6 separate regions of the Sus scrofa genome follow, and all the other regions are linked to region 4. Evidence: chromatin contacts called from public Hi-C, HiChIP or PLAC-seq and promoter capture Hi-C data. All regions are on one chromosome and are shown on one strand. Each heading gives the region's core, a stretch centred on a gene start, on an enhancer-like site or on the middle of the called end of the contact. The rest is flanking DNA. Distances are from core to core; before and after follow the strand shown.

The links. Promoter capture Hi-C pulls out the DNA fragments that hold promoters and counts their contacts. Hi-C and Micro-C count contacts between places; a contact is called where the count stands out from the background. HiChIP or PLAC-seq counts read pairs in DNA pulled down with a chosen protein or histone mark.
Region 1: a promoter capture Hi-C map of liver shows a contact between it and region 4, with 13 times the contacts expected there. The contact joins the enhancer-like site here to the promoter of TARBP1 in region 4. A contact is called at or near these places in 3 of 5 promoter capture datasets (fetal liver, fetal skeletal muscle and liver), 13 of 47 Hi-C or Micro-C datasets (adipose tissue, blood, embryonic fibroblasts and 8 more) and 2 of 2 datasets of contacts at active chromatin or transcription factors (alveolar macrophages and skeletal muscle).
Region 2: an H3K27ac HiChIP or PLAC-seq map of alveolar macrophages shows a contact between it and region 4. The contact joins the promoter of RBM34 here to the promoter of TARBP1 in region 4. A contact is called at or near these places in 1 of 5 promoter capture datasets (liver) and 1 of 2 datasets of contacts at active chromatin or transcription factors (alveolar macrophages).
Region 3: a contact with region 4 is called in a promoter capture Hi-C map of liver, with 5 times the contacts expected there. The contact joins the promoter of B3GALNT2 here to the promoter of TARBP1 in region 4. A contact is called at or near these places in 3 of 5 promoter capture datasets (fetal liver, fetal skeletal muscle and liver), 1 of 47 Hi-C or Micro-C datasets (embryonic fibroblasts) and 1 of 2 datasets of contacts at active chromatin or transcription factors (skeletal muscle).
Region 5: a promoter capture Hi-C map of fetal skeletal muscle shows a contact between it and region 4, with 6 times the contacts expected there. The contact joins the promoter of TOMM20 here to the promoter of TARBP1 in region 4. A contact is called at or near these places in 4 of 5 promoter capture datasets (fetal liver, fetal skeletal muscle, liver and 1 more), 1 of 47 Hi-C or Micro-C datasets (embryonic fibroblasts) and 2 of 2 datasets of contacts at active chromatin or transcription factors (alveolar macrophages and skeletal muscle).
Region 6: a contact with region 4 is called in a Hi-C map of embryonic fibroblasts, with 3 times the contacts expected there. The contact joins the promoter of TBCE here to the promoter of TARBP1 in region 4. A contact is called at or near these places in 1 of 5 promoter capture datasets (fetal liver), 1 of 47 Hi-C or Micro-C datasets (embryonic fibroblasts) and 1 of 2 datasets of contacts at active chromatin or transcription factors (skeletal muscle).

What each region holds. Positions count from the first base shown.
Region 1 is chr14:56,151,607-56,156,734 of Sscrofa11.1, forward strand. No RefSeq gene overlaps it. Among named protein-coding and RNA genes, the nearest start is that of TOMM20, 41 kb to the left of the region's middle. Within about 2 kb of position 3,630, at least 54 of the 83 cell types and tissues checked have an H3K27ac peak or open chromatin away from gene starts, as enhancers often do. A contact at or near this core is called in adipose tissue, alveolar macrophages, fetal liver and 7 more, where this site is marked.
Region 2 is chr14:56,084,704-56,089,889 of Sscrofa11.1, forward strand. It overlaps RBM34 (RNA-binding protein 34), which reads left to right and starts at 2,982. Exons shown (of 10, transcript XM_021074093.1): 1 at 2,982-3,130; 2 at 3,241-3,415; 3 at 3,615-3,751. The coding sequence starts at 3,078.
Region 3 is chr14:55,746,356-55,751,330 of Sscrofa11.1, forward strand. B3GALNT2 (UDP-GalNAc:beta-1,3-N-acetylgalactosaminyltransferase 2) reads left to right here and starts at 3,054. Exons shown (of 12, transcript XM_021074398.1): 1 at 3,054-3,395. The coding sequence starts at 3,284.
Region 4 is chr14:56,667,305-56,672,375 of Sscrofa11.1, forward strand. TARBP1 (probable methyltransferase TARBP1) reads left to right here and starts at 2,261. Exons shown (of 30, transcript XM_005670967.3): 1 at 2,261-3,248. The coding sequence starts at 2,318.
Region 5 is chr14:56,110,812-56,115,764 of Sscrofa11.1, forward strand. TOMM20 (mitochondrial import receptor subunit TOM20 homolog) reads left to right here and starts at 2,276. Exons shown (of 5, transcript XM_001926935.6): 1 at 2,276-2,580. The coding sequence starts at 2,460.
Region 6 is chr14:55,899,499-55,904,038 of Sscrofa11.1, forward strand. It overlaps TBCE (tubulin-specific chaperone E), which reads right to left and starts at 1,717. Exons shown (of 17, transcript XR_002338966.1): 1 at 1,606-1,717.

The DNA.
Region 1 (5,128 bases), core at 2,380-4,879, 510 kb before region 4:
ATGGTTGTCCAAGACCACCAACTGCTGTACTGCCAGGGACGGCTTTAGTGCAATGATGGGTGAGGGCCGTTTGAAACCATGTGTACCTGTACAAATAATGGTTACTGGGTGGCTTCCATTGTCCAGACCAGCACAAGCTGGACCAAAAGTGATCAGGGGTTCCAAGCCTGGCTCCCTGGACTCTGCTGATCCCACCAGCCCCCTGTCCCTCGCCCTCCCTTCACCTGTCCTAAGCCAAAAAGAAAACCAAAGATGAATGCCAAACAGGTGTGTGCCGGAGTCAAATGCAGTCCTGGCCAAGGCGAAGGTGGCACTTTGAGGAGTGGAAGCCATGACTGGGTCAGTCTTGGAAATTCCTGTGATCTTGCCAGCGTGGTTGGGGGGGCAAATGATGTGGAGGTGCCCCGTGGTGCATGTGCACCCCTGCCAGTAGTGGCTGGTTGGGCTGGAGCCCTGACAGAGGCTTTGATTGAGACCCACAGTGAGACCTGCATTTGACATGGTCACTCTGCATGCACAGTTATAGGACTGAACAAAGCTTGGCCTCGTTGCATGTGACACACTGAAAAAAAAAAAAAATCTAATCACTTACATGTGGAATCTAAAAAGTGATGCAAATGAACTTATTTACAGGACAAAAATGGACTCCTAGACATAGAAAACAAACTTATGGTTACTAAAGGGGAAGGTGGGGGGAGGGGTAAATTAGGAGTTTGGGATGAACAGATACACATTACTGCACATAAAGTACATAAACAACAAGGACCCACTGTGTAGCACAGGGAAATATATTCAATATTCTATAATAACCTACGATGGAAAAGAATCTGAAAAAGAATATATGTATAGTCTGAATCACTGCTGTACACCTGAAACTAACATAACATTGTAAATCAACTATATTTCAATAATGATTTTTAAAAAATCTAGGAGTTCTTGTCGTGGCACAGTGGAAATAAAGCTGACTAGGAACCACGAGGATGTAGGTTCAATTCCTGGTCTTGCTCAGTGGGTTAAGGATCTGGCATTGCTGTGAGCTGTGGTGTAGGATGGCAGCTGCAGCTCCAATTGGACTCCTAGCCTGGGAACCTCCATATTGCACAGGTGCAGCCCTAAAAAGCAAATTAAATAAATAAATAAATAAAAATATGTAAAAAACAAAAGAAAAAATCTAAAATGTGGTTTTCCATCCACTGAATTGATTTCAGGGTCCCCCATTAGGTTGCAACCCTGAGTTTGACAAATGCACATATGCCTTGAAAGCCTTTTCTCAAAGACAACCTGTGACTTCTTGGTCTGTTGTGGAGTAAGGCACAGAACTTCTCTAATGTAAGGTTTAATTTAGGAAATACCCACTTAAAATTATGATTTCTTCAAATTCTACGAGCTGTAAGTTCGTACTGAAGGGATTTTTGCAGCTCTGATTTGAACCCTAGCCTGGGAACTTCTATATACCACATGTGTATCCCTAAAAAAGCAAAAAGCAAAAAAAAAAAAAAAAAAAAAAAAAGAACCACTTGTGGAGTTCCAAGGTGAAATGATTTCTTTTCTTTTTCTTTTTAGGGCCACACCTGCAGCACGTGAAAGGTCCCAGGCTAGGGGTTGAACAGGAGCTGTAGCCACCAACCTATGCCACAGCCACAGCAACATGGCGTCCAAGCCACATCTGCCACCTACATCACAGCTCACCACAACGTGGATCCTTAACCCACTGAGCGAGCCTAGGGATTGAACTCGCATCCTCATGGACACTGTGTGTTGCGTTCTTAATCTGTCGAGCCACAATGGGAACTCCAAAATACATTTCTTTTTCTTTTTTTTTTCCTTTTGGCCCTCCTGTGGCATATGGAGTTCCGGGCCAGGGATCACATCTGAGCCACAGTTTCGACCTAAGCCGCAGCTGAGACACTGTCAGATCTCTAACCCACTGTGCCGGGCCGGGGATGGAACCTGCGTCCCAACGCCCCCAAGACGCCGCCAATTCAGTTGTGCAACAGTGTAAACTCCTCCGTTGGCATTATTATGGGTTTACTTGAGGCACTATCTTCCCCAGTTTTTTGTAGACCCTTCCAGGGAGACGTATTTGGCTGCCGGGAGAGGCCGGCCGCTGTCAATCAACAGGGCGCCCTTTGCAAAGCCAGGATGCCTCCCCTCGCGGGGTCAGCTGGGGCTGTCCAGAGACTCTGCCTTGCACCTGCTCGCATGGCCACTAGATGGCACTGTTAGAACTGGAGAAAAGAGGCTGCTTCCCCTGAAACCGTTTTCCCCGTTCTAATCCTCTCCAAACTGTCATTTCCACCCATCTCCTTCCAAACAGAACAGAACGGAATCCTTTCATAGCCTGTTCCAGGGGCTATGCCCCCCACCCCGTCCATTCCTGGCTGCGTGCAAAAAGATTAGTGGCCCCCTCTGCCCTCTTTCCTGCCTTCATGCTGCCAATCCTTGCATCCTATTTTCGTATCTTTATCATTCTGTGTGTTGTGGGGGCCTCTAGGGTTCGGGGCAAATTATGGGAGGAGAAAGGGCAGTGAAAAACTTCTAAGGAAATGGGGACCTAAGAGAGAAAGCAGAAGTGCCTGCATTCCTTCTGGCCGCATGACTTGTGTTCCAGAAGAAAGAAGAAACCAGTGCTGCGTGCAAGGAGGCTGCGTGGAGAGGGGTCACTGGAGGTGGGGGCGGGGGGGGGGAAGGGAGGAATGTGCAGAGCGCAGGAAACGGGCTCCCGGGTGGCGGAATCTTGGCATCAGTTTGCGTGGCTTAAAGGCTTTCTGTTCTTGGCTTCCCAGCTGCCGCTGCGTCAAATCCCCCTGTACCGGGTCAAGGGTGGGAGGGGGCGTGGTCCTGGACGACACTCGCTTCATCCGCTGCTTTTGGCCTCTGGTTTTCAGCTCTGGCTGCCTCTTTCTCTGCTTGGGAGATGTGAATGCAGGGCAGACTAGAACATCAGGAGCTGGAGAGCTGAAAGCACAGCCGCCCGCCTCCCTTACACCCCGACCTCAGATTCCCCAGGCTGCCCACCACTGCCGCAGCTCCTTCTTCCAAAGGCAGGAGAAAAACGGCACCTCTTGGGAGGAATGCCCTGTGAGAAAAGCATTTTCCTGGGAGCTCCCATTGTGGCTCAGTGGGTTAAGAACCGGTTAGTATCCATGAGGATGCAGGTTCAATCCTTGGCCTCCATCAGTGGGTTAAAGATCTGGCATTGCTGTGAGCTGTGGTGTAGGTCACAGATGTGGCTCCAATCCTGAGTTGTTGTAGCTGTGGCATAGGCCGGCCGCCAAAGCTCTGATTCAACCCCTAGCCCAGAAACTTCCATGTGCTGCAGGTGCGGTCCGAAAAAAGAAAAAAAGAAAAAGAAAATAAAAAGGAAAGCATTTTCCCCTAACAATGGCCAGGAAATACTGTCTTAACTGATATTCTCTAGGATGAGGATGTGTGCTGCCCTCTTGGCAGAGCCATTTGAAGGTTTATTCAACCACTCAAACGCCCAGGAGACACAGTTCCCAACCTCCCAGAGGCCCACACAACACACACACACACACACACACACACACACACACACCACACACGCACGGGGTTGGCCAACCCTGACTTTGAATGGGGACTGGGCCAGCTCGCCCAGCCCGCCTGCAGGCAGGAGGTCACTCTGCTGACTCAGGCCCAGGCTGGGGCAGGTGCCTGCCTTCAACCCTTGAGTTACATCAGGCTTTTCATCTTCAAAGGGCCTTCCCCGGATTAACCCATTAGTCACCCCCAGGAAAGCCACGGAGCAGGTTATTCTCATCCTCATTAAGGCCGTGGTGGGGTGGGGGGAGGCGTGAGGCCCCGCCCCAGGCCAGGGAGAGCTTGGCGTTGGGTGCAGGGGGGCAGCGTCCCTGGGCGACGTCTCTGCTCGGTCAGGAGGCTGGAGCTCCTGACCAGGCAGCAGCAGGCAGAGCCATGGAGGGGCGAGGGGAGGAGGTTGGAGAGTCTCGGAGATGCAGGCACTTTGACACAGGCTCACCCACTGCGGCTCCACCATCTGCTCCAAGCAGTTCAGAACCCGATGATGTTGATGGGACTCCAACAACCCTACCTTCCAAGCCATCCAGGGATTCGAGAAAGGCGCCTTGGAACACTTCCTGCGTCTGCAGGAGGAGTTCCAATGAATAAAAATGATAAAGTACTGGTCACTAAAGCACCTTGCAGATCAAAAGTGTGATGTGGATGCTGAGAAGGGCGAGGCCCCACATCCCTCCAGGTCATGCTGTGCCGTGGGTTTGTCTTCCTGCTGGGGGAACGATGCAGAAGGTTAGAGAGTTTTAGGAGGTAAGTCTGTGCCCTGGTGACAGAATGAGGAGCAGAAGCACCTTCTGGAAGCCAGACAGCAGAGCAATCCTCTCAGTCAACCTTGTCTGCAGCTGCTTCTTATAAATTTGGCATAAATATGTGCTTGGGAACGCCAGGGCGGCGTATCTGGAAAATATTTTCTACCATTCGAAAACACACACACACACACACACACACACACACACACACACACACGCCTGGAAAGGAAAAAAAACCATAACAGAAATTGTGCATAATACAGAGTGGCTTCACTTGTGGTTTTTTTCCATTACTTCCTCAGTTCATTTTTCTGCTGCCAATTTTAGAAGGCCATAAGTCACAGTTGTTGTTAAACTTTGTCAGTTAAAATGTAACTCTAAGAACAAGTCATGAGACGTTGGAGCCAAGTGGCTTTTTGGAGAGCAGGGCTGGTGGGAGGCAGCCTGTCTCCGCTTCTCAGGTCTTCTGTGCTGTGTGTTAACAGTCGTGCCCATAAGGCAGTCCTGGCCCCCTCGGGCCCAAGTTCTGTCACCGCTCCCAAGGGCCACCTATCAGAGGAAATGAGGCTTTTCAGCGTTGGCTCTGTGTGACTCAGGGACACAATGCCCCCACACCAGTGCACCGCTTTTCTTTCTCTTAGAAGGGACTGGAGTCACTTTTCTCATACACGTCCACCCAGCAGAACCAGAAATCAGGAGGCAGGGAGTTCCTGTTGTGGCTCAGTGGTAATGAACCCGACTAGGATCCATGAGAATGTGGGTTTGATCCCTGGCCTCGCTCAGTGGGTTAAGGATCCGGCATTGCCCTGAACTGCGGTGTAGGT
Region 2 (5,186 bases), core at 1,732-4,231, 580 kb before region 4:
TAGTGTAGGTCTCATCTCAGCTCAGATTCTGTATTGCTGTGGCTGTGGCATAGGCTGGCGGGCGCAGCTCCAATTTGACCCCTAGCCTGGGAACTTCCATATGCTGGGTGTGGCTTTGAAAAAAGAAGAAAAACAAACTTGGGGAGATTGGAGAAGGTGGAAGAGATTTCATGAAACCCCTAATATTTTTTTACAAAAAGTATTTTTCTATGAAAAGAGCCCTTATAAATTTAAGAAACTTGGAGTTCCCGTCATTGCTCAGTGGTTAACAAGTCTGACTAGCGTCCATGAGGATGCAGGTTTGATCCCTGGCCTCGATCAGTGGGTTAAGGATCCAGCATGTGAGCTGTGGCATAGGCCTGCAGCTACAGCTCCAATTTGACCCTTAGCCTGGGAACCTCCATATGCCTCAGGTGCAGTCCTAAAAAGCAAAAAACTAATTAATTAATTAAGAAATGCTTTGGAAGGGTTAGTGATCTCTAAATTGTTAAAAAAAAAAAAAATAAGTTCCTAATAGCGGTGGGGATTATTTTTTAGCTAACTCCAAGCACGGCCTCTTTCACACTTATTATTTTTCTCGAGAGGTGTGTGTTGTCTTTCATTCTTTGTAGGTCCATTTCTCCATCTTTCATTTAGATGTTTAGGGATTTTTTTTTTTTTTTTTTTTTTTAGCTGCAGAGTGCAGCAGCTTGATGTGGGATCTCAGTTCCCAGAGGAAAAGCACCAAATCTTAACCACTAGACCACCAGGGAACTCTCATTAGGGGTTTTTGTCTAACACCATATGTTGGGGTTCGTTTGTACGAGGTGTATTCTTCCAGAGAAATAGTTTCATGGTTTGGTTGTGGAAGTAATATATATAAGACATGATAAAATTAATCAGTAAATTTGTTGAAGAAAACACGTGCATAAGAGTTTAAAGAGGGCAGTGTAGGGAGTTCCTGTCGTGGCTCGGTGGTTGACAAATCGGTGAGGTTTCAGGTTCGATCCCTGGCCTTGCTCAGTGGGTTAAGGATCCGGCGTTGTTTTGAGCTGTGGTGTAGGTTGCAGATGCGGCTCAGATCTTGGGTTGCTGTGGCTTTGGTGTAGGCCAGTGGCTACAGCTCCAATTCGACCCCTAGCCTGGGAAACTCCATATGCCGTAAGTGTGGCCCTAGAAAAGACAGACAAAAAAAAAGAGGGCAGTGTAGAGGGTACAAGAAACATGAATTCTGATGTGATGGTGACATAGAGGAGATGCAAACCTTAAATTAGCACTTAAGTGAGATTCATTTGGAAATGGAATGGGTAGGCTAGTTTGCCCAGAGTCTGGAGGGCCAGATTCAATGAGGTGGCAGTGGTCCAGAGAGGAAGTGATTCTTGGATTAAAGTTAGGGAGAGTCCGGAAGGAATGGGATAAGACATTCTGAAAGACTGTCTTCATTGGACAGTATAGGATACATGCAGATAGGGACTGTTGGGTTTTTCTCATGTTTGTGAGATACCACATGGTCACAGTTATAGAAATCCAAAATAAGGCACTCAAACCCAGGGCCAAGCAATTGAATAAACTGCTTCTTTTTTTTTTTTTTTTTCCTCATCACGGTGTCTGATGTGGACCCTAAAATGTCACATATATTCCCAGTGACTTCTGTTAAGCAGCTCTCCAAAAATAACAAGTCTGCTCCCAAGGATTCAAAGTCAAATCCTATCTTACCACCAAAACTACTCAATGATTTATCTAATGAAAATCTAATATTTACCTTTTTTACTTAAAAGTCAGAGTTGGGAGTATTCTTGGGCTCAGCAGGTTAAGAATCCGGCATCACTGCTATTGGCTCTGGTAGGTGCTGTGGCAAGAGTTCAATCCCTGGCACAGGAACTTCCAGGTGCCCTGGGGTGCAGCCAAAAAAGTCAATTTACCACATATTCGCTAAGTACGGTGAATAGGGATACAGAATACAGGATGAATTAGACATCCATTTACATCTAGAGAGACCATTACAGCTCTAGTGTTAAAAAGAGAAATTTTCCTGTGAGCTGGGCCTTGAAGGATGGGTACAGTTTTGCAGGTGAAAACGAGGGGTAAAGAGGAGGATGATTGTGGGGGAAAGAATAGCAAGAATAAGAAGGAATGGCAAGGTGAAGGAACAACGAGACTGTGGTAAAGGCAGGCTTTGGGGCCTTGGAGGGAGAAGAGTCTGGGAAGATAGGCTGAAAAAACAATATAGTTTTAAAAGCCATCCATCTTCTTTTCTAGGTAAAATAAGCACAGAGCAGTTAGAGCTGTGCTCTCCGAAGATTTGTTTTTAACTTTATTTGAAATAATGTCAAAATTTATTTATTCATTTATTTTGCCCCTCAGGGCCGAACCTGAGGCATACGTAAGTTCCCAGGCTAGGGGTCAACTCCGAGCTGCAGCTGCCGGCCTACTGCCATAGCAAGGCGGATCTGAACCGCATCTGCAACCTACACTACAGCTCAGAGTAATGATGGATCCTTAACTCACTGAGCAAGGCCAGGGATCAAACCTGCATCCTCATGGATACTAGTCTGATTCTTAATCTTCTGAGCCACAACCGAAACTCCAAAATCATGTCAAATTTTAGAAAGGCTGCAAGAGTAGTATGAAGGAGTCCCATGTATCTTCACGTGGATTCACCAGTTGATGGTGTGTGACATACTTCGCTGTAACCTCATTTCCTGACAAACTTCTCTCCCTCCTCTTAACTCAGATTTTTCATGTTTTCTCCCTCGGCTTGGGTTGACACCCCACTCCCAACATGAATGATTGTCATACTTCAAGCCCCAACTACTCTGGGAAGTCTTCCTAACCTCCTAAGACTAGGTCCCCCTCAATCAGCGAGGTACAAACTACCCTAACCCTAACCCTTGAGTTAGGGTTAGGCAGAAGCCACGCCCCAGTCCTCCCGCTATCTCCGCCCCCACGCATTATCTCCGCCCCCTCACCCGCTGTCTCCGCCCCAGCGCCCGCACAGAGACTCCGGGGCGGAAGGGGCGTGGCTCCGAGTGCGCAGGGGCAGGGACCCGGAAGTGCGGCCTAGCCTGTTGCAGCGGTCTGGGAGCTTTCGGGTAAGAATGGCGCCGGAAGGGAAGAACAAGCGGAAGAAAAAGCAGAGCGCGCAGGAGGGGTGAGTGGCGCGTGGCTAGTCTGCCTAGGCAGGAGCGTGCGTTCGGGAGTCGGGGCGCGAGGCAGTGGGGCGTGGCGTAGGGTCGCTGAGTCTCTGGCGTCCGTGTCTAGAGAGAACGTGGACGGCGGCAGTCGTGGGAATCTGGCCGGAGGCTATCTGATTGGACAAGTCGCCAACAGTTTATCCCAAGGCAAGAGGCCCTCCGGAGGCAGCGCCGGCCGGCTGGCTTCCCTCTTCAGCTCTTTGGAGCCTCAGCTTCAACCCCTGTACGTGCCTCTGCCTAAAGTAAGTCACTGGGTTCCACTCGGAAAGGCCATTAGAACAACTTTAAAGCAAGCAGCTACCTTACTGAGCATGCTTTCTAAAATGGGGAAGAGAGAATTAAGTAACCTTTTATTGTGGGAGAGAAAAAAAATACTGATTTAGAAAGACCACTGAATTATTAAAGGATGAGGTCTGAAACGTAACTTCAACCTTTTGAAAGGAGACCACCAAAAAAAGGAAACAGGATGAGGAGGAAGCACGTTCATCCCAAATTCAAAGACCACTTTTACAAGAACCTGCAAAAACAGTGAAAGTGAAGAAGAAACTTTCTGATGCAGACAAAAAGTTGGCAAACAGGTTGGTAAAATTCTTAGTTGATGCTAAAGAAATTAGATGGTGAAGATACTGAGATTCTTACACCTGCAATATTCATTTTTTTTGGTCACTTCATAGTTCTAATTTAAATTTTTTTCTATTATAAAAAGTCTCATACATATTTAAAAGTTGAAAAGGAGGGAGTTCCCAGGAGTTCCTGTTGTGGCGCAGTGGTTAACGAATCTAACTAGGAACTATGAGGTTGAGGGTTCAATCCCTGGCCTTGCTCAGTGAGTTAAGGATCCGGCGTTGCTGTGAGCTGTGGTGTAGGTCGCAGGCACGGCTCGGATCTGGCGTGGCTGTGGCTGTGGCGTAGGCCGGCGGCTACCGCTGGGATTAGAGCCCTAGCCTGTGAACTTCTGTATGCTGTGGGTACGGCCCTAAAAGGAAAAAAAAAAAAAAAAAAAAAAAAGTTGAAAAGGATAAACAACCTCATGTACCCAGCATCAGCAGTTAATATTTGCCCAATCTTGTTTTTTCTTTACCCTTTTTATATCCCCTTCATTATTTGGAAGCAAACCTAAGACTTATGTTTCATCTGTGAACATTTCAGCATGTATATAAAAAATGAGTTTGATTTTCTTAAACTTAATCAAAGATTAAATTTCCCCTTTTAGCTTAACTTTTTTTTTTTTTTAACAGTTTATTTAAATTGAGATCCAAATAGCAGTACCATTACAGGTTCCTAGTTAACTTTCTTCAGTCTATCTGGCCACTGCTCTTCAAGCCCCTTATATTTCTGCTCTCTCTTGGCAGGTGATCTTGTTTCCTATTAACCCCTAATAGTTGCGAACTACTATTTTTGATCCTCTTAGTTAATGCAGCTGTGCACATCCTCAATTTCCTTTCAGAAAAGGATGTCTTCCTCCTCATCCAAGATTAGTCTCCTGTGCTGTTTGTATATACCACATACCTCTTCTGACTCTAGGGATTATGCCCTCAGATATAGATATATATATATATATGTATATCCATATCCATGGATATATATTTGTTTCTTTTGTATATTTGATCTGTCTGCCCAGGATTTTCATCTTTAATTAATTAATTAATTTATTTATTTAGGCTACACCTGTAGCATGGCATGTGGAAGTTCCCGGGCCAGGAATCGAGCCCTCGGCGCTACAGCAGTGACCCAAGCCACAACATGGAATCCTTGACCCACTTAAACCACCAAGGAACTCCTCAAGATTCTCACCTTTAAAAAAGAAATTCGGAGTTCCCGTCGTGGCTCAGCATTAATGAACTGGACTAGTATCCATGAGGATGTGGGTTCGATCCCTGGCCTCACTCAGTGGGTTAGGGATCTGGTGTTGCCTTGAACTGTAGTCAGTCACAGATGAGGCTTGGATCCTGAGCTGCTGTGGCAGTGGTGTAGGCTGGCAGATACAGCTCTGATTCAGCTTCTATCCTGAGA
Region 3 (4,975 bases), core at 1,804-4,303, 920 kb before region 4:
TTTAAAAGAAAAAAATACTGCAGTCTGCACATTTCAGTCACACATTCCCAATTCTCCTACCCTGCTCTATTTTTTTGTCATTTTCTATAGCACTTATCATCTTCCACATGCTGATAAAATGTACTTATTATATATAGAGTCTATAGTCTGTCCCTGCCCCCATCACCACACCACAGGGGTCTTTATCTCGTTCATCAGTTTATCCCAAGAGCCTACAAAAATACCTAGCTCATAATAGGTGCTCAATGAGTATCTGAATTAATAGATCTGCCTAAATTATGGATTATTCCTCTTGGGGATTAACTCATTATAATTCTCTAATCACAAAAAGAAAATTTCAGGATGTCAAGAGAGATTTTATTGCCTTTCTTGAGGATAAAAAAACCCAGGACATCCCGGGAATTTCCATTGTGTCTCAGCGGGTTACGAACCTGACTTGTATCCATGAGGATGTGGGTTCAATCCCTGGCCTCACTCAATGGGTTAAGAATCCAGCGTTGCTGTGAGCTGTGGTGTGGGTCGCAGACACGGATCAGATCTGGTGTTGCTGTGGCTGTGGTATAGGCTGGCAGCTGCAGCTCTGATTCAACCCCTAGCCTGGGAATTTCCATATGCTGCAGGTGCAGCCCTTATAAAGCAAAACAATAAAAACCAACTAAACAAAACAAACAAAGGACATCCTTCATGACAACCAATTATTAATTTCTTGAGAGTTTCTTTGACACACAGAAAGCAGGTGAGCAGTTTCTAAACAAAGAAGAATGTCTCACAAGAAATGTGTAGACATTAGGTATTCTCCTTCCTGTTGCAATATGTAAACAATATTCTGAGAAAGGGGCACACAGATCTTGGTGACATTTGCCCAGGAGCCACAATGATAACAACCTACTAATCCCACATTTCTCACAAAAATGATAACTTGTTTTTCTTGTCTTCAGGGTATTCAGGGGCCATGGAGAATGTGTAGGAGCTCTAAAGACTCCCCCAAGCTGTTTAGACATAGTAGTGTTTCTCAGATTTGCATGATATACTCTGGCAGCCAGCTTCCAAATTGACCCCACAACCATCCTTGCCTCCTGGGCTCATGCCCTGGTGTGGCCCCTACCACAGTCAATCAGGGCTGGTCTGTGTGACCAATAGAACACCTCTGAAGTGACAGCGTGTCTTCCAAGGATTCATCCTCAAAGGTCTTGCACTATGCTCAGCAGTCTCTTGGGTCTCCAGTTCCTGGGGAAGCAAGCCACCATGGTGTGGGGACTCTAATGCAGCTTGTTGGAGAGACCCACTTAGAGACCAACTCAGAGAGGCGGAAAGAGAACCCCAACTTGCCAGCCGGGGAAGTGAGGCACTGAGGACGCCTAGTCCTGCCTTCTGATGACCACAGCCCCAGTGGACATCTGCCTCCAACTATATGGGAGATCCTGAACCTGAATGTAGCTCCCCAATTCCTGACTCAGAAATTGTGAGGCACAATAAGTGATTCTTGTTGTTTTAAGAGTTTTGGAGTAATTTGTTGGGTAGCAATAGATAACTAATGAACATACAAATTCCTTTAAAGGGAAAAATTTACTTCTGACACCATATTAAATTGTTTATTATTTTATTTAAATAGTACAAATAGTATAAAATCCTTACGCTTATAGCTTTTGTACAGCAATTAAAACATTTTAAAATTACAGTGCAGACCATATTACAAAACAATAAAAAATAATTTTATTTATTTATTTATTAGGGCCGCAGCAGCAGCATATGGAGGTTCCCCACCTAGGGGTGAATTGGAGCTGTAGCTGCCAGCCTAGGCCATAGCCACAGCAACGTCAGCTCCAAGCCGAGTCTGGCACCTACAGCATAGCTCATGGCAAGGCAGGATCCTTAACCCACTGAGTAAGGCTAAGGATCCAACCTGCGTCCTCATGGATACTAGTCAGATTCCTTTCCCTGAGGCACTGAAGGGAACTCCAAAAATAATTTTAATAGAGGAAATTAAATTGCCCCTCAGTGAGACTATGGTACTGACAGTGCCTAAGACATCTCCTGGACTGTTCAGTGACTTGAATAAATTACCCTTTTTTCCTTAAGCCTGTTTGAAGTGGATTTCCTGGGGCTTTCAACCAAGGGTTTTTCCAACAATATAGTTCATCCTCATGTTCATCCTCTGCACCATCTTCTGAACATCGGTACCCTGATCTTCAGGCTCCTCAACTAGGACACTTTTGCGTTTGGCCGCAGGCAGGCCGGAACGGGTGACGCCCTCGGGGCCCAGGGCAGGACTGTATCCCGGAGGGTCGCAGCAGGTCCTTCCCACAGGTGCCTCGGAGCCCGCATTTTCTAGCGGCTCACGTCCAATAGCAGGTGTGAGTGCACCCGGTTCTTCTCGCAACTTTCCAGCGCCAGTTTGAAATCTGAGCACGTGTAATGTACCTTCCATTCGGCCATCGCTGTCGTACTGCACAGCTTGATCCCTTGGGCTTGGTCTTACTCATCCTGAGTTCTTAGAGCCGGGTACCGAAGCACCAGAACTAATACTTGATGATTCACCGCTGAAGACACGGGCATTTGGGCTGCCCCGCCCCGATCTCCGCGCCCAGTAGATGCCAGCAAGATCCCATCTCTTACACGAGGCTAGCATTCGGCCTAAGGAAGCTCTGCGTGATTTAAAACTGTCTTGTCTCAAGATCTCCTTTAAATCTTAGGCAACCGGCGCCCTTCACCCCAGCTATTATTTCTCTCCCGGGGTTGGGGCGGCCCCTGAGCGCTGGGTTGTCCGGCACTACCTCTCCTCCGCCACCGGGGGGCAGTAAACATGGAGCAGGGCTGCGCATGCTCTGTGTGAGGCCTCGCGCTTTGCTTACGCGATCGCCGAGTGACGGAAGCGAGTGCGTGGGGTTGTGGGAAATGTGGTTTCCCAGCCATCGGATCACGGGGGCACTTCCTCCTTAAGCTCAGAGCGGGACTTCAGCTCCCGGCCGGCTAGGGGAAGTGGGAGGGGACAAGCTAGAAGAGGGCGGGGCGAGTGAGAGAAAAGGTGGGCGGGGCCGGGGAAGGCCCAGGAAAGGGGGCGGGGCTCTGGCCGGCGGAGGCGCAGCCGCCAGCGGTCGGAGGAGCCTAAGCCGAGAGAGACCTAGACGGCGGCGGGCACGAGGGCGGGCGTTCCCGGAGTAGTCGCGCGGGAGTCGGCCACTGCCCCCGGCCTCCTTACTTTCAGGGCCCCTCCCTGTCCGCCGGGACGCGGGAGAGCCCGGCGCGCGGTGGGGGCGCGAGGTGGAGCCGGCGGGGGCGGCCAATGCGAAACTGGCTGGTGCTGCTGTGCCCGTGTGTGCTCGGGGCCGCGCTGCACCTCTGGCTGCGGCTGCGCTCCCCGCCGCCCGCCCGCGCCTCGGGGGCCGGCCCCGCAGGTGAGGTCCTGGGGCCGGGCGGGCGGGCGAGCGGCCGGCTTCTTCCACGGAGCCTGGCCGAGAGTCTGGGTTGGGGGACGGGCCGACCCGGCGGTCCCCAGATGAAACAAATGGCCCTTTTCATCTCCCCGGCGTTAACATCGGGCAAACTGGAGGGCGCTTTTCTCTCTTCGTGTCTCCGCCGTTTCTCACCTCCCGGCTTTTCTTGATGACCACAAAACCGGTGCGGACGACTGCAAGTCCTTCGGCTGTCCCCAGGCCTTTCCCGCCTGCCCGGGGAGCTGAGCCCCATGTGTCCTTCAACCCGAGGGGCAGCTGTTAACGCCCGGGGCCGGGCTCCCAGGTGGCTCTGCTCCTCCCGCAGCTGTTGGTCTTATTGGATCAGGACTTTGAGGTCTTAGGGTCCGTGGATCACGTTTTTGTGCCTTTTTAAAGAGGTGGCTGGGGTTTGCTTTTAAGGAACAACTTTGCTTTAAGAACGTACTCTGCTTTGTATTCTTTGAAAACTGTGGTTGTAAGTCGGTTAAACAAATCTAGCCATGAAATAGGGCATGGCTGCGGATGGAGTTATTCCTGAGAGTTTGGTTTGCAAAGCCTTCTAATGAATTATACACGAAAATAGCAAGTTCCTCTACGATTGTATCCATTTGCTCCAAAAGTTAGTTTCTCATGGGAAAGAACTCTTTGTTCATATTCACTTCCCAGCCTGATAAATAGAATGCTCTGCCCCACAGCCCAGTGGATTTTCTTTTAACTAATTCCACCGCTCTGAACATTGAAGGTTGCCCTTTTCTGTCTTTTTAAGGGCTTGCCCTAGGAGGTATAATAAAGCCTAGACGGCTGTTTTAAAGATGGGGAAATAGTCGTTTTGTTTTTTAACTACCTTGGGAATTTGTTCTTACCACTTCTCCCCTAGAAAGTTTTCTTATCCAATATTTTCAAGGATTAGAATTGAATATCTGAATTCTGAGATGGCTCTGTGCCTAGGAAGTATGGAAACTAATTCGGGCAGTCCTCAAAGCAATCTCATTGTTATAATTAGAGTTCTTTATTCTGGTAACAATCTCTTAAAATCCCTTTGTGTTAGAGAAGCCACGAGCTCTTTAAAAAAGGCTCTTCGTGTGACCTGAATAGAATCGAGACCCTATTTAAATGATTTAATGAAAGTGCGGTGTTACAGGGCATTTAACCTGTTAACAGATGAGGATTTTTTTTGTTTTGTTTATAGGGTTTTGTAAATGGAGCTGAGGAAAGAGTGCCATATCCATAAAATGTTCTGTAGCATCTGTTGGATTCGCCTTTAGTTTCTTTCAGTTATGTATGATGAGTGAGCTCCACTGGAGTTTAATTGTAGAGTATTCTTAGGATATTTATGACCTAAATATCTTTTAGGGTCCATAAACAAGCCAAAACCCTACATTGAAGCTTAAAACTTAGTAGGCCTGCCTGGCAATTTCTTAAGATTTTTTATTTTTTATAATGGTCACACCCACGGCACATGGAAGTTCCTTGGCCCAGGGATTGAATCCGAGCTGCAGCTGCCACCTATCAGCTGCCATGGCAGGAACTCCTTAAGTTTT
Region 4 (5,071 bases), core at 1,011-3,510:
TCAACCAAATATTTTTGAGATTTATCTGAGTGGTTGCATGGGTTAGTAATCCATTCTCTCCTACTGATGAATAGCATCAATATAGTAATTGATCACAATTTGTTTATCAATTCTTCTCTTGATGGTCATTTAGGTTTTAGGAAGTTTTTGGTTAAAATGACTAATGTTGCCAAAAACAATCTTGTGCAAGCATTTTTGTTGGAATATGTTAAAATAATTAGGCAAGTAATTAGGGATAGAATTGCTGAATCATAAAGTAGATATATTTTAAATTTGTTAAAAGATTTTCCAAAATGGTTATGTTATCTACACACCCACCAGTAATGTCTGGGAGTTCCTATTATTCCACTTGCTTAGTCCTTGCCATTTGATCTTTTCTTTTTATGGTTAATTTACAAGGTTGTGATAATTTCTGCTGTACAATAAAGTGACCCAGTCATGTATATGCACATATCCATTCTCTCTCAGAATCTTTTCCCACATAGATTATCACAGAATATTGGGTAGACTTCTCTGTGCTGTACAGCAGGTCCCGGTTGGCCAATCACTCTATATACCTCAATGTGGAGATGCCAGTCCCAACCCCCTAGTCCATCCCTCCCCCCTGCCTGTCCCCTTTGGTAACCATAAGTTTTTCAAAGTCTGTGAGCCAGTTTCTGTCCTGCAAAAAAAGTTCATTTGTATCCTTTTTTTTTAGATTCAACATATAAGTGATATCATATGATGTTTTGTCTTTCACTAACTTCACTTAGTATGATAGCTTATAGGTCCATCTCCGTTGCTACAAATGGTACCATTTCATTCTTTTTTATGGCTGAGTAATATCCCATTGTATATATGCACCACATCTTCTTTATCCATTCTTCTGTTGATGGACATTTAGGTTGCTTCCACGTCTTGGTTATTTTAAACAGTGCTGCAATGAACATTGGGGTGTATGTGTCTTTTTGATTTATGGTTTTCTCTGGATAGATGCCCAGGAGTGGGACTGCTGGATCTATGGTAGTTCTATTTTTAGTTTTTTGAGGAACCTCCAAAATCTGATTGCACAATCTTTTAAATTTTAACCATTCTAATGGGTGTGAAGCAATATCTCTTTGAGGGCTTAATTTGCATTTCTCTAGTGACTAATTATACTCAACACCTTTTCAGATGCTTATATTTGCGTATCTTCATTTGTTAAGTGTCTACTCAAGATTTTCCCCATTTTTGTTTGATAGATTTATGAAGAATATATGTTGAAAGAAACTGATATTTATTGGCACATTAAATGCTGAAGGCAGCTGATATTTACTGACACAACCTAAACTGGCCTACAATGGAAACTTTTATATATTCTATCAATGAAAAACTGAATTATTGAAATATGGGAAAAAACTTTCATATATGATATTAGATAACTTTAAATAACTTTAAATTATAAAGTCAAAAACATAAAAATTAAATAAAACTTTATATTGCATAAAATAACCTTAAATTTAAGTAACTTTAATCACACCTTATCTATTATATTTGTTGCACATCAAGCTCTTTGAAGTTGGGGCTGCAGCTCCTCCATTGACTAAGGGAGAAATCTATATGGCTGGAAGGCAAAGTACACCCACATCAGTTCACCTAGGATTGAACCAGAAACCTAACCAGGTTTTTGGTTTCTTTATTTAGCAATAGATGCTGTCAGAAATACAGACACGTGGGCTATTTGGAGGAATGCAAATGGGAGCACTAGCATCATGTGTGAAGATCTGTGTGCTAGTCAGCTAGGGCATTTGACTGCAAGCACCAGTGTGGGCATCTTGTTTTCTGCCCCATCCTGGCTCATAGCTATAGTACCTATCAGGGCCTCTAAATCATTCTTGTGTTTCTGTTATTTATTTTTTTATGCAGGTATCGGGAACACATTTCAGACCCACCGTGTCAATCCCTTTGTGCGTGGGGCCACCTACAGCTTTTTGAAAATAAGCTCCTAGGCGATCGTGAGCACACCTTCCAGATGTACCTCCGCCCATTTCTCAGGCACGCTTGACTGATTTAGGGCCCTCATGTAGGCCAACTTCCAATTAGGAATCGATGTAGTTGATATAGCCACGACGTTAACGCTTACCGAGCCTCTTTGCTTCTGAAAAGAGTAAGGGGCGGGGGCAAGAGGATCAGATTTCAGGCGGCAGGGTGGAACCTGTCAAAGCGCTCCAGGAGGGCCAAGGCTGGGCCTCAAGTTCCCAGCCTGCAGGCGCGCGCCACGGCCAGCCGCGCACGCGCACGCACTCGCGCACGCCGGCGCCTTCCTCCCGGCGCCTGGGGTTGGTGGCGCGCGGGGCAGATGGAGTGGGTGCTGGCGGATGCGTTGCTGTCGCAGAGCCGGGACCCACGGGTTCTGCTTGGGGCGCTGTGCCGCGGGGAGGCGTCCGCGGAGCGCGTGGAGACGCTGCGCTTTCTTCTGCAGCGGCTCGAGGACGAGGAAGCACGCGGCGGCGGCGCGGGCGCGCTCCCGGAGGCGGCGCATGAGGTGGCCGCCGGGTATCTGGTGCCGCTGCTGCGGGGCCTGCCGGGGCGCCTCATGGGCGGCGCGGACACCGGCCCCCCGGCCCGCCAGCGCCGGCGCGTGCTGAGGGCGGCGGGCGCGGCCCTGCGCTCGTGCGCCCGCCTCGCCGGGGGCCCGCAGCTGGCGGCCGCTCTGGCAGAGGAGGCGCTGCGTGACCTGCTCGCCGCGAGACCTGCACCCGGCCTCGAGGGGGCCTGCGAGGCCGCCGTGGAGGTGCTGGCGGCCGTGGGGCCCTGCCTGCGGCCCCTCGAGGACGCGCCGCTGCTGGAGCGGGTGGCGCAGGCCGCCCTGGCCCTGGCGCTGGGCGGGGACGAGGCGGGGCCCTCCGAGGACGCGGTGGCACTGGTGGCCGGGCGACTGTTGCCAGCACTGGGCCAGTGCGGCGGGGCAGCGCTGCGGGCCGTGTGGGGAGGGCTGGTCGCGCCCGGGCCCCCCTTGGGGCCGGGCCTAGTAGGGCCACAGCTCTTGGTGCTGAGCGCCTTGGCCGAGAAGCTGCTGCCCGAGCCCGGCGTGGACTGTGCCCCGGCGGCACGCGAGGCGGGCCCAGACGCCCGGCGCTGCTGGCGGTTTTGGAGGACAGTGCAGGCTGGGCTGGCCTGGGCCGAGGATGCCCTGACGCGCAAGCGGGCGCGCTACCTGCTGCAGCGGGCTGTGGAAGTGTCGGCGGAACAGGGGGCCGATTACGCGTGCGCCCCGGGAGAAGAAACCGGTACTGAGCCACCCCCGTCCCACCCTCTTACCATCCCTACTTGGTTTCCTGGTAGGGAGGTCCCCCGCTTCCGACAGCCAGCTCCTGGGGTCGTCTCCGTGATCAGTAGAGAATTTGGTTAGTCTCATGGTCCCCATAGAGCCTGAAAAACCTTGGAAACCTCATCTCCAGGGTGTACTCCGAAGTGACACAAATCGCTACATACAGAACAGTCTGCACGTTCTCACCCTTCTGACCCAGAGCAGGTGGAATACTGTGCATCCGTGGAATAATTTAGGAATGTGACTGAGCCCAGGAGGGACTTTACAGACCAAATTTGCACTATATCGTGGTAGGTCCGTTCTAATAGAAAAGGATTAGCGCCCACTAAGGAAAATTATGTACATATACTGACTGATGAATTGAGTCTTGGGTTAGAATTTGATTGTGGAAACCATCACATTCTTTTGAAATTTCCTTAGTAATTCTCTTAGTAGGATTTATTACTATTTGTTAAGCATATAAGCCTTAAGTCGACCTTTTGAGGTACTTTTGCAATTGATCTAATAGAATGAGGTTTTAATTTAAAAAAAATGTTTTTTTTTTTGTCTTTTTAGGGCCACACCCGAGACATATGGCAGTTCCCAGGCTAGGGGTCACATCTAAGCTGTAGCCACTGGCCTACGCCACAACCACGGCAATGCCAGAGCCAAGCCACGTCTGCGACCTACATCACAGCTCAAGGTAACACTGGATCCTTAACCCACTGAATGAGACCAGGGATCCAACCTTCAACCTCATGGTTCCTAGTCGGATTTGTTTCTGCTGTGCCACGATGGAAACTCCAGTTTTAATTTTTTTAATTAGATTTTTTTTTTACAGTTGAAAACATCTGACAGTAAATATTTTAACAGTCCACAAGGTGATGGTCATCTGATAAGAGGTGTCACTGGAAAAACATTTAAAATTACCAAAATAAAACATTCAAAGAGTCAGACATTCTGCGGTTTTGAAGATAAGCCGCTACTGCAGTCTATACCACAGCTAATAACGTCAAGGGCTCCCCGACCCACTAAGCGAGGCCAGGGATCGAACCTACATCCTCATGCATGCTAGTTGGATTCATTTCCACTGAGCCACTACAGGAACTCCCAGATATGTTTTTATTTCTGTCACTTCCATCTGACACGTTTTTATAGTTTTCCTCTCCTGAAAAACCCCATCTGTGCATGTTGTCTGCCTTTTCCACCAAATCCTTTAGTATACTAATCATAGTTATGTGTAAGTTCTGTACCTGGACGATCTCTAAGTTGGGTTTTGTTTTCTGTTTTATCTCTTGGCAATGGAACCACCTTTTTTTGGTAGAGAATGAAATATTTGTGCCTTAGAGATAGGCACTCCTCTCTGTTAGGCTGTTGGGTGTTGAGTAACTCTAGTTGAGCTGGTTTTGGATTTTGTTATTGCTACAGTTGTGGATTGTTACTACCTTATGTTTTAGTGTTGAAGCCTAGTTTACCAAAAGGTTCTCCTCAGTGTTCTAGTTTTTCTCAAGCCCATGATGCCGGTTGCACAGATGGAGAGCTTCTTCTATGCCTTTGTCCTTCCTGCAAGGGTAGACTGCTGATGTATGTTACTTGGTGCAAAGCTTAAAATGAGAAAGGAGGGAACTTTTCATTTCTTCTGCACTAGCCTTCTCTTAGGCCCCATATGCCCATACCTTAGGGTTCAAGCTTTTAGCCATCTCCGTTCCCTCTCCATTGGCAGATAACCTCTGCCTCCTCTTACTGAAGGGTTAAGAGTTTCCTTACCCTCTCCTGTGGTGGCTGCATTCTGCTTGTATCTGT
Region 5 (4,953 bases), core at 1,026-3,525, 560 kb before region 4:
GGTTTTCACGTAAAGAGCCCTGGACTGGGGTGTTAGGATATCTGATTGTTGACCCAGCTGTGTGGCTGTGCATGCATGATTTTGGACAAGACTCTCTGTCTCTTTATCTAAATATCTTGCTTGGTTAAATAAGGGCCTTGGACTAGATAAGTAGTTTCACACTTTTTTGATGATAATCTGCAACAGTTTTAATTTTACACTGGGACCAGTGCAGACATGGGTGTATTTAACTGACACACAAGTTTCCCACGTCAGTACTGGTCCTTACTACACGTGTTGCTGGCTGATACTTTTTATTCTATTTTAAAACTCTGGTGATGAACCACTAATTTCATTCCTCAGCCCACAAATTCCACTCACAAACAACATGCCTCAGGGATTTCCGAGCTGTTTTTCTTTCAGGAATCTATAGGTATTTCACAAGTGTAAAAAAAAATTATTAAAAAATGCAGAATGGCTGAGATTCAAAGGTACAGGTGTTGCTCTAACTGTGCCTTGTAGAAACATGTTTTCTGGTCTGTTGTGTCTCATCACAGTGACCTCAGCATTTACGTGGCATTTCTTCTGCACAACACAGGAATAGAGATAAGTAGCATGTTGTTTATTCAGACAAATAATCTAATAGCTTCATGGTCTACTCAAATTTCTAGGAGTTGAGTTCTAAGCCTCATGGCATCTGTGTGACCTTGCAGGTCTTCTGTTCCAACACAGCAGAGGCTCAGGACATACCTTCCTGAGCTTCACTTTTTAGGGTAGGAAGAATCAACATGTGTGTGCAGGACATAAGGAAAAGCTTTTTGTGCTGTTGTTTGAAACCTTCTCAATCATTTTCTCACGACGCATATGCACCTTCACATCTCATCCCAGTCCAAGCAATGCTCATGAATCTTTGATCTAATTTTCTGTTTCCATGGGATCTCAGGTTCCATACCACTCAGGCAGAAGGGCTTTCCCAGGCTCTTGGACTAGGTTAGGACCTGAAGCTAAATGTTTCCATAAGTACCCTTGCAATAACTTCTGATACCAGCCACCTGAGTCGAGCCAAACTTATTAGGTTAAGGGGACAGTCCCCTACAAGACTATGCTCATACGCCAACACTAACTTGGGGAGGGAGGAGGGTGTTGTCTTCAGGTCACTCTTCTGACCAGTTGCTACTAATTTGGAGGTTTCTACCAGCCCCTCAGTTTCAATAATTCACTGTAAGGAGTCACAGAACTCAAGAACATACTATTCTTGGAGCTTCCAATGTGGCTCAACAGGATCAGTGGCATCTTGGGAGTACTGAGACACAGGTTGGAGCCACCGCCTGGCACAGTGGGTTAAGGGTCCCATATTGCTGCAGCTACAGCTACAACTACAACTACAGCTGGGATCTGATTCCTGGACTGGGAACAGTATATGCCGCGGAGCGGCCAAAAAAACAACAAAAACATTCTATTCTTATCATTACACTTTAATGACAGCAAAAGTATACGAATCAAACCGGACAAATGGGAAGATGAGACATGGGAAAAGGTCTGGGAGGATCCCACGTGCAAAGCTTCTATTCCCTCCCCATCGAGACAGAACACCTCACCTCCTGGCATATGGCACACTGATGCGTAACTTGCACAGAGCATTGCCAAACTGGGAAGCTCACGTGCATGAAGTTGAACCCAATCTCCAGCTTCCTTCCCCTCTTCTCCCCTTAGGTAGGGCTGATATCACTTGGATCAAAGTCCTCTAGCCAAATAGTTGATCTGTCTGATCTGGCCAGCTCCCATTACGAACCATCTCCTCAGCATAAATGGTCAGGACCCACTATGAGTAACAAACATTCCTACCACTCCAAGGGTGTCTTTTGAAACTTAAAACACAGATACACAGTGTTTTCAGTGGCTATGACAACTATACGTTTTCTTTTTCCTTCAAACTCTTTTTCCCCGTAACATTTTTTCCAGGAATTGCTCCGTTTAGTTTTCTTTCACTCTTGAGACTGTAACATTCTTGTTAAATCGAATCACTTACGGTGCTTGGCGCACAACGGATTGTGACTGAACTTGAAAAGCAAATTCAGTTAAATTCAAGAAAGAATGTGATAGCCTATAAAAAGTCTCTGTAGTGTGCGCACGACGGCCACGTGCCAACACCCTTACATCATGCTCAGGCGGCTGTTAAGGAAAAGCATGGTCTCCAGCAAAATCCCAACACCTACGCGAACAGCGGTGGTAGCTGTTTCGGCCATTGTGCTCAAACCTCTGCGCAAGCGCAGAGGCGGCGCGGGCGCCTCGGCTCAGGCACTGCCTTGGACAGACCCGAGGGTCTCGGCGACAGGGGCCGGAAGTGACATAAGCCCCGCCTTTCCGCGTCCCTTGCGGCGGGCGTCAGGCCCGGTCAGCGGAGTCTGCTCTAAGGTTTTGCGGCCAACGGGTACTTCGCAGTTCTCCCGCCGCAGCCGCCGCTGCTCCGTGGGGAGAAGATGGTGGGCCGGAACAGCGCCATTGCCGCCGGCGTGTGCGGGGCCCTTTTCATCGGGTACTGCATTTACTTCGACCGCAAGAGACGAAGTGACCCCAACTTCAAGAACAGGCTGCGAGAACGTGAGTGGCTGCCCTGTCCCCGGGGCCTGCGGCCTCCCTCCGCCTCCCTTGGACCCTGGCGTGGCCCAACCCTCCTGCACCCTCGCCGGGCCGCCTGGGCGCGTCGGGTCGCCGCGTGCTGGGCAGCCGCGTGGTGCGGCCCGGCCTAGGACCGCGGGCAAACGAGCCAGAAGGTGATGGCGCTGTCTGCGTCCTCCCAGGGCTGCCCCCGGCTCCTCGCTGTACGATTCCCTCCATTTTGGAGGGACGATTTTTCCCATTTCGTTTTCCCCACTTTCTCTGTGTAAGTGCAAACGCGATTGTATAATATAGCGTGGAGGTTGGGGCTCGTTTTGCCATTTATTTTTATAAACCTTTATTTCTCCCTCGAAAGTATTTTTTTGCATTTTGCGAATTCGTGGCTTGAGACGAAATCCGCATAGCCAGAACAGTATTGTTCTCAACGATAAGATTGCATTCTTAAACCCTCTTGGTAGCTTCGCTCTAAAGGCTTCCAAGATATGAGTGAATGCTACAGAAATTGCAGGGGAGTCCAAAGGCCTGCGCTTCTCACGTGGCTCAGTCCTATTTCATACCTGCGACATGTTTTAAGAGGTTTGCTGGATGGAAACCTTGTCACCAAAACCTTTATGGTCTTTAACTTCTGGGGTATACTCGTTTGCAACAATAGAAGAGCACATTTGTTGCAATAAGAAATACTTTGTTCGTTTTTGTTGTTGCCTTTTAGCGCCGTACTGGTAGCATATGGAAGCTCCCAGGCTAAGCGTTGAATTGGAGCTACGGCTGCCATCCTACGCCTCGGCAACGTGGGATCCGAGCCGCGTCTGCGACCTACACCGCAGCTAAGGGCAACTCCGGGTCCTTAACCCACTGAGCGAGGCCAGGAATCGAACCCCATCCTCATGAATATTAGTCGGATTCGTTTCTGCTGCGCCACAATGGCAACTCCCAAGAAATACATTTTTAACTAGGTTGCTCATTCAAAATATTTTCTGAAATTATGATTAAGTTATTGAAGCCCAGAAAGTGTAAAGATGTGATTATCCTATTTAAGTGATAGCAATTAAGCTATAGTAAGTCATTTCACGAATTATAGAGTGTCACGTGGCTAGTGACTACCGTACTGGAAAGTACTGATCTTACACCATTTACAATGTATCTGATTTTAGCTCCCTTTGTGTCTCAGGAAGAAAGCGGCATAGAGGTATGGCTAGGTAGACTAATGGAAATAATGCTGTTGTGGATTCAGACACTGAGTTTCCAGGCCCAGGTTAGTCACAAATTAGCAGTGTGATCTTGGGCTGAGTCTTAATTTTCTTAGTTTGCAAAGTCAGGTAATGTCTCCAGTTGGTTTTGTGAAGATTAAGATGTTTTAGGTTCCCACCACCATTCCTGACGTAAGAGAGGCCCTATAAATGCTGGCTGTATGTGTACTTATTAGAACTTAGATCGTTTTCCTGTACCTTCAAGGATTAGGTGGGGGTGGCTTGGATGTAGAGCTCTTTGAAGAATGGAAACACTGCAATCCTGCTGTTGACAATTTTGAGAAAACTGATTTTTGATTGAAGAAATCATTTCTAAAATTGAGAAATCTTATTTTCAGGGATTATGTTCTATCGTCTTCAACCCATCAGTTTTTCTTCTAGGTTTGACAGTAGCCTAATGATTTAAGTGGTCAGGCTTGAATTAGTAGCTGAGTAACCTTGGGCAACCGGCTCCAAGCTTTAATTGTAGTTTAGTACTGTACCTGGTACATGGTAATTGATGAATGCTAAAGGTTGTTTATGAATATAATTTTTTTTTATATTTCCTTTAGCAAATAAAACACGAGTATTTTGCAATCTGCTTAAAGGTTTTTGTATGATTGATATTTAGGAACTTGAGGGTGTTTTGTATTTGTGGAATGAAATTCATTTGAGTTTAGTTAACTTTGAGGGTTTTCCTTTTTTCTTTTGGTCGCACCTGTAGCATGTGGAAATTCTCTAGCCAGGGATCGAACTTGCATCCCAAGAGAATTCCTAATTTTGGGTTTTTCCTGCCTAAATTCTAATAGAATACTTACATGTGTAATAAAAATGCCATGTTTTTTTCTTTTTACCTGATTTTTAAAAAATTTTTATTTTAAGGAAAAGGGACTTAAGTTGTTTAAAAAAGGTTTGAGGTTAGATTTGGTATTCTAGTTTATTCAGATTTTTCACCTTTCATTAGTAACAGCAAATTAGCAGGACTCCCCCAGCATAATTTGTATCTAAATAATAGCTAACAAATGAAAATTAACCTACAAGTTATAGTGCCAACTACAGATGTTTTTCATGATACAGCACTGTATTACATGATTAATTGTGTTAAAATATAGTGAGTAATCTTAAGTGC
Region 6 (4,540 bases), core at 467-2,966, 770 kb before region 4:
AGAAAAAAAAAAAAAAAGAGGGAGGTCAGGGATTAAACCATGTAGACATATAGGGGAAGAGCATTTCCACAAAGGAACCACAAGAATAAATATCCTGTGGTTAGGATGTGACTGGGGCAACAGAGTAGAGCAACGAGAAGAAGAGCCAGAAAGGAGATCGGAGGTAAAGCAAGAGCTGGATCACACCACAGAATCCTGAGGGACACTCTTAATGAATTTGGCTTTTTTTTTTTTTTTGGCTGAGCCTGTGGCACGTGAAATTTCCTGGGCCAGAGAATGAACTCGAGCTGCAGCTGTGACAACACTGAATCCTTGAACCACTGGGCTCAGGGTGGACCCGAGCAGTCAGGTTCTTAACCTACTGCACCACAACAGGCACTCCTAGAATTTGGCCTTTTTTTTTTTTTTTTTTAGGGCCACACCTGCTAGAGGTCTAATCCAAGCTGCAGCTAATGGCCACAGCCACTTGGGATCCAAGCCACGTATGCCCTTTAACCCAATGAGCAATGCCAGGGATCAAATCTGCATCCTCATGGATACTAGTCGGGTTCATAACCCACTGAGCAACAATAGGGACGCCCTAGAATTTGGCTTTTAATTTGAGTGAAATGGGGGTAGTACTTGGAGGATTTTGTTGAGAGTAGGGAGATAATCTAATTCTTTTTAAGGCGAATCACTCTAGATGGGATGGAAAGACTGAAAAAAGACTAGTTAGGTAGCTATTGCAGAAATCCAGGTCAGAGATGGCTGTGATGTGGATAAGTGAAAGTGGTGAGAAGGGATTGGGAGTCTGGATAAAAAGTGAAGGCAGAGTCCTTAGATTTGCTGATAGATTACACCTGCGATGTGAAAGCTATGCGTCAAGGATGACTCCAAAGGTTCTGGTCTGAACAAATATCTCAGTAACAACAGTGAATATAAATACAATAAGCCTTATAGTCCAAAGGCAGAGACTGTGCACGTGGATTTAAAAAAAAAAAAAATTCCCAGCAATATGCTATATACATAAAAGCATACAAAAAGGTTAAAACTAAAAAGATGAAAAAAGTTGAGACAAATATCAAATGATAGTGGCCATGACTATAATAATGTCAGACAAAAGAGAGCTCTGTTCTGCCTTTCTCTAAGTTTGGCATTTGTGAGCCCCACGTTCCCAAGGGGACTGCCGTTTCTTTGTGGAAGGGGATGTCACACCCTCATTTGGATCCACCCACAATCTACAGCACCCCCTTCGACAGCCCGTTCTCCAGCTACTTAACATTATTTCTCTTTCATCTCAAATGTTAGACGGTTTGGAAGGTCGGGACTGTTGCACTAACAAGACACCAAGTTATAGGTAGCCTGTACCAATTTCATCTCTTTCGGAGTGACAAGCCAATAACGCTTTTTCGTGACGCGCAGTGCGGCGCTACCCATTCCTCTCGCCCCGACGGATATACCCCTGCGAGGCTGGGCTCCGTCAAAGCCCCAGGGAGCAGGCAACGCCCCCGGGAAGTTTCTAAAAAAAGGGGGGAAAAGACCAAGAGCACTACAGGCTCATGCGCCAGTCACCAGCCAGCTAAGAACGCTCGAACCCCTCGGCTCCCCAGACGCTTCGAAACTCACCTGCCCGCAGCTGGCCAGAGCGTCCGAGCTACTGCCCCTCTCACGCGTCCGGCCCCAGACAGCTTCCGGCTCTGGCCGGAAGTGCTTCTTCAGGGAAACGGGAAGTCCCGCCCCCAGGAAGTTCCCGGGGGTGGTGGGGGGGTATTAGCAGTGACCCGCAGAGCTCAGCTATAAATAATTGCTAGAACTTCCGCAGCTAGAGGTTTGGTCAGCCCCGCTCCTCGAACTCTGGTCCTTGATGCTCGAGCTATTCCCCTGGAACTCGGGCGGATAGAACGACCATAGGAATGCGCATTTTCCACTTGTTATCACGGAAGCGAATTACAAGTCCTGTGTGAGATTCCGTTATGTTTCTTGAGAATCTACCACATAAGAAGCACGTGGTGGTCACAGAGAATAATGTAGTGTTGATTCCTCAAACACTAGAGGAAAAATTTTTTACTAGCTGAACATAAGGCAGAATGAAAATAAATGCAGTAATAGGTCGCAGACACGACTGGGGGGTGGGGAAGGGAACATGCCCACAGCATGCAGAACTCCTGGGCCAGGGATTGAAACTGAGCCACAGCAGTGACAATGCTGGATCCTTAATTGCTAGGCCACAAGGCAACTCCTTGAGTCTCCTATTATAAGGATTGGATTAGGTTCCCAACCGTTAAGTCCTCGTTTAACCTTAATAACTTCCGTAAAGATCCTATCTCCAAACACAGAAATCCTAGAGGTTGAAGCTTCAACATACACATTTTAGGGGGACACAAACATCCAGTCCCAGTATTACTCAAGAGATATGGAAATACATATCCCACAAAAATTTGCAACATTATTCATAATAGCCAAAAAAAGTAGGAATAACCCTAATGACTATGAACTAATGAATGGATAAACAAAATGTGGTATTTTCATACAGTGGACATTATTCAGACTAAAAAAACTGAAATTCTGACACAGTATAGATGAACTTTCAAAATAATATGCTACGGAAAGGAGCCAGTTACAAAAGGCCACAGAGTGTATGATTCCATTTGTATGAAACATCCCAAATAGACAATCTATAGAGACAGTAGATTTGTGGCTGCCTAGAGTGTCAGGGGTAAAATGGGGGAATTGGGGAGTGAATGCTTAAAGTGATGGGAGTTTCTCTTAGAGGAAGCAAAAATGTTCTAAAATTAAATCATGGTGATGTAGCTACCATCATCTCTCATGGGATACTCGAACACCCTCCTCATGGGCCTCCAGACCTCCTCTCCTGTGGTCTACAAACCCATCCACTACTCAGATGCCAGAATGGTCTTTTATAAAGGTAAATTAAATCTAGTTACTCCCTTTCTTTGAAACTTCTATTGGCTTTTCAACTGCACTTAGATTGCAACATTAGGTTCTTACTCGGTTTTACAAAGTCCAACATGACCTGGTCCCTATATAGCTTGTACACAATGGTGAAGTGCTTTCCTATCTTAAGACCTTTGGAGTCCTTTTGCTTTGATGGCTCTTCACCATGATTTTGGTATGGCTTTTCTTGTTGCTCAGAGCTTAGCTTAAATGCTACTTCCTCAGAGAGGTCTTTCCTGCACACTGAATGTTAAGTAGCCATCCTTTATCTGTTTAGCACTTATTGGTATTTTCTGTTCATTGCTTTTATGACTTTAAAATTTTTCCATATTTGAAAAGATAATATATTCCCAGGCTTCAGAAGTCAAAAGTAGTAAATGGGTGTGCAGTGAAAAGCCCCTCTTGCTGGTTCTATTTTCCAGTCTCTGTCCCTCAGTTCCCTGCCTAGAGATAAGGTAAGCAAGTATTTTTCTTTCTTCTTTTTTCTTTTTTGCTTTTTAGGGCGGCACCCATGGCAAATGGAGGTTCCCAGACTAGGGGTCAAATGAGAGCTACAGTTGCTGGCCTAGACACACCAATTGCATATCCAAGCTGCGTCTGCGACCTACACCACAGCTCGCGGCAACGTCGGATCCTTAACTCACTGAGAGGCCAGGGATCGAACCCACAATTTCATTTCCACAGCGCCATGACAGGAACTATTTTTCTTTTATTCTGTTCTTTTTCACACAAATGGTAACTTCTATACAGTCTCTTAACCTTGTGTTTTCTGGTTTTTCTCTTTCTTTGTCTTGGAGAACAAAGGGAATATATTGGAAGGATACTGGATAGCTTACAGCATAATAGGGGGGTTGAAGCATCAGGTTTAGGTCCAAGACAGAACAAGAACCAGAAAAGAACCAAAACAGCAAGTACCTCTTAGTCATTTGGTCAATTTCCTACCAGGTGAGTTGGCTCCAACAGTTTTCTTTACTCAAGAATCCCCCTGAAGCCAGAATCTAATTGGTTAAGATTAGGTCATGTGTACCCTTTGACAGGAGCAGGGCAGTGAGAAGAAGAGTACAGGAGTTCCTATTGTGGCGCAGCAGAAACAAATCCCACTAGGAACCATGAGGTTGTGGGTTCGATCCCTGGCCTTGCTCAGTGGGTTAAGGAAATGGCATTGCCGTGAGCTGTGGTGTAGGTCGCAGATGTGGCTTGGATCCTACGTTGCTGTGGCTGTGGCGGAGGCCGGCAGCTGTAGCTGTGATTCAACCCCCTAGCCTGGGAACCTCCATCTGCTCTGAGTGTGGCCCTAAGAAGCAAAACAAAAACAAAAACAAAAAACAGAAGATGAGGAAGAAGAAGGGTACAGCAACCGCCTAAGATTTTTTGGATTCTGTATGAGAAGGCAAGGCACCTTGGCTGTACAAACTGGGGAGAGGTACTTCAGCAAAAGGAAACAGGAATGTGAGCAGGAATTTTGAGGACAGAATGGCTAATAAACAACAAAGTGTCCTCCTCTAAGAGCTTATGCCTTATTTTATATGCACAACAGTGTAACAAAAATAACCTAGATCAACATTAGAGGCCCAGGATTATTTTTCTTTTAAAGGACATGGTACAT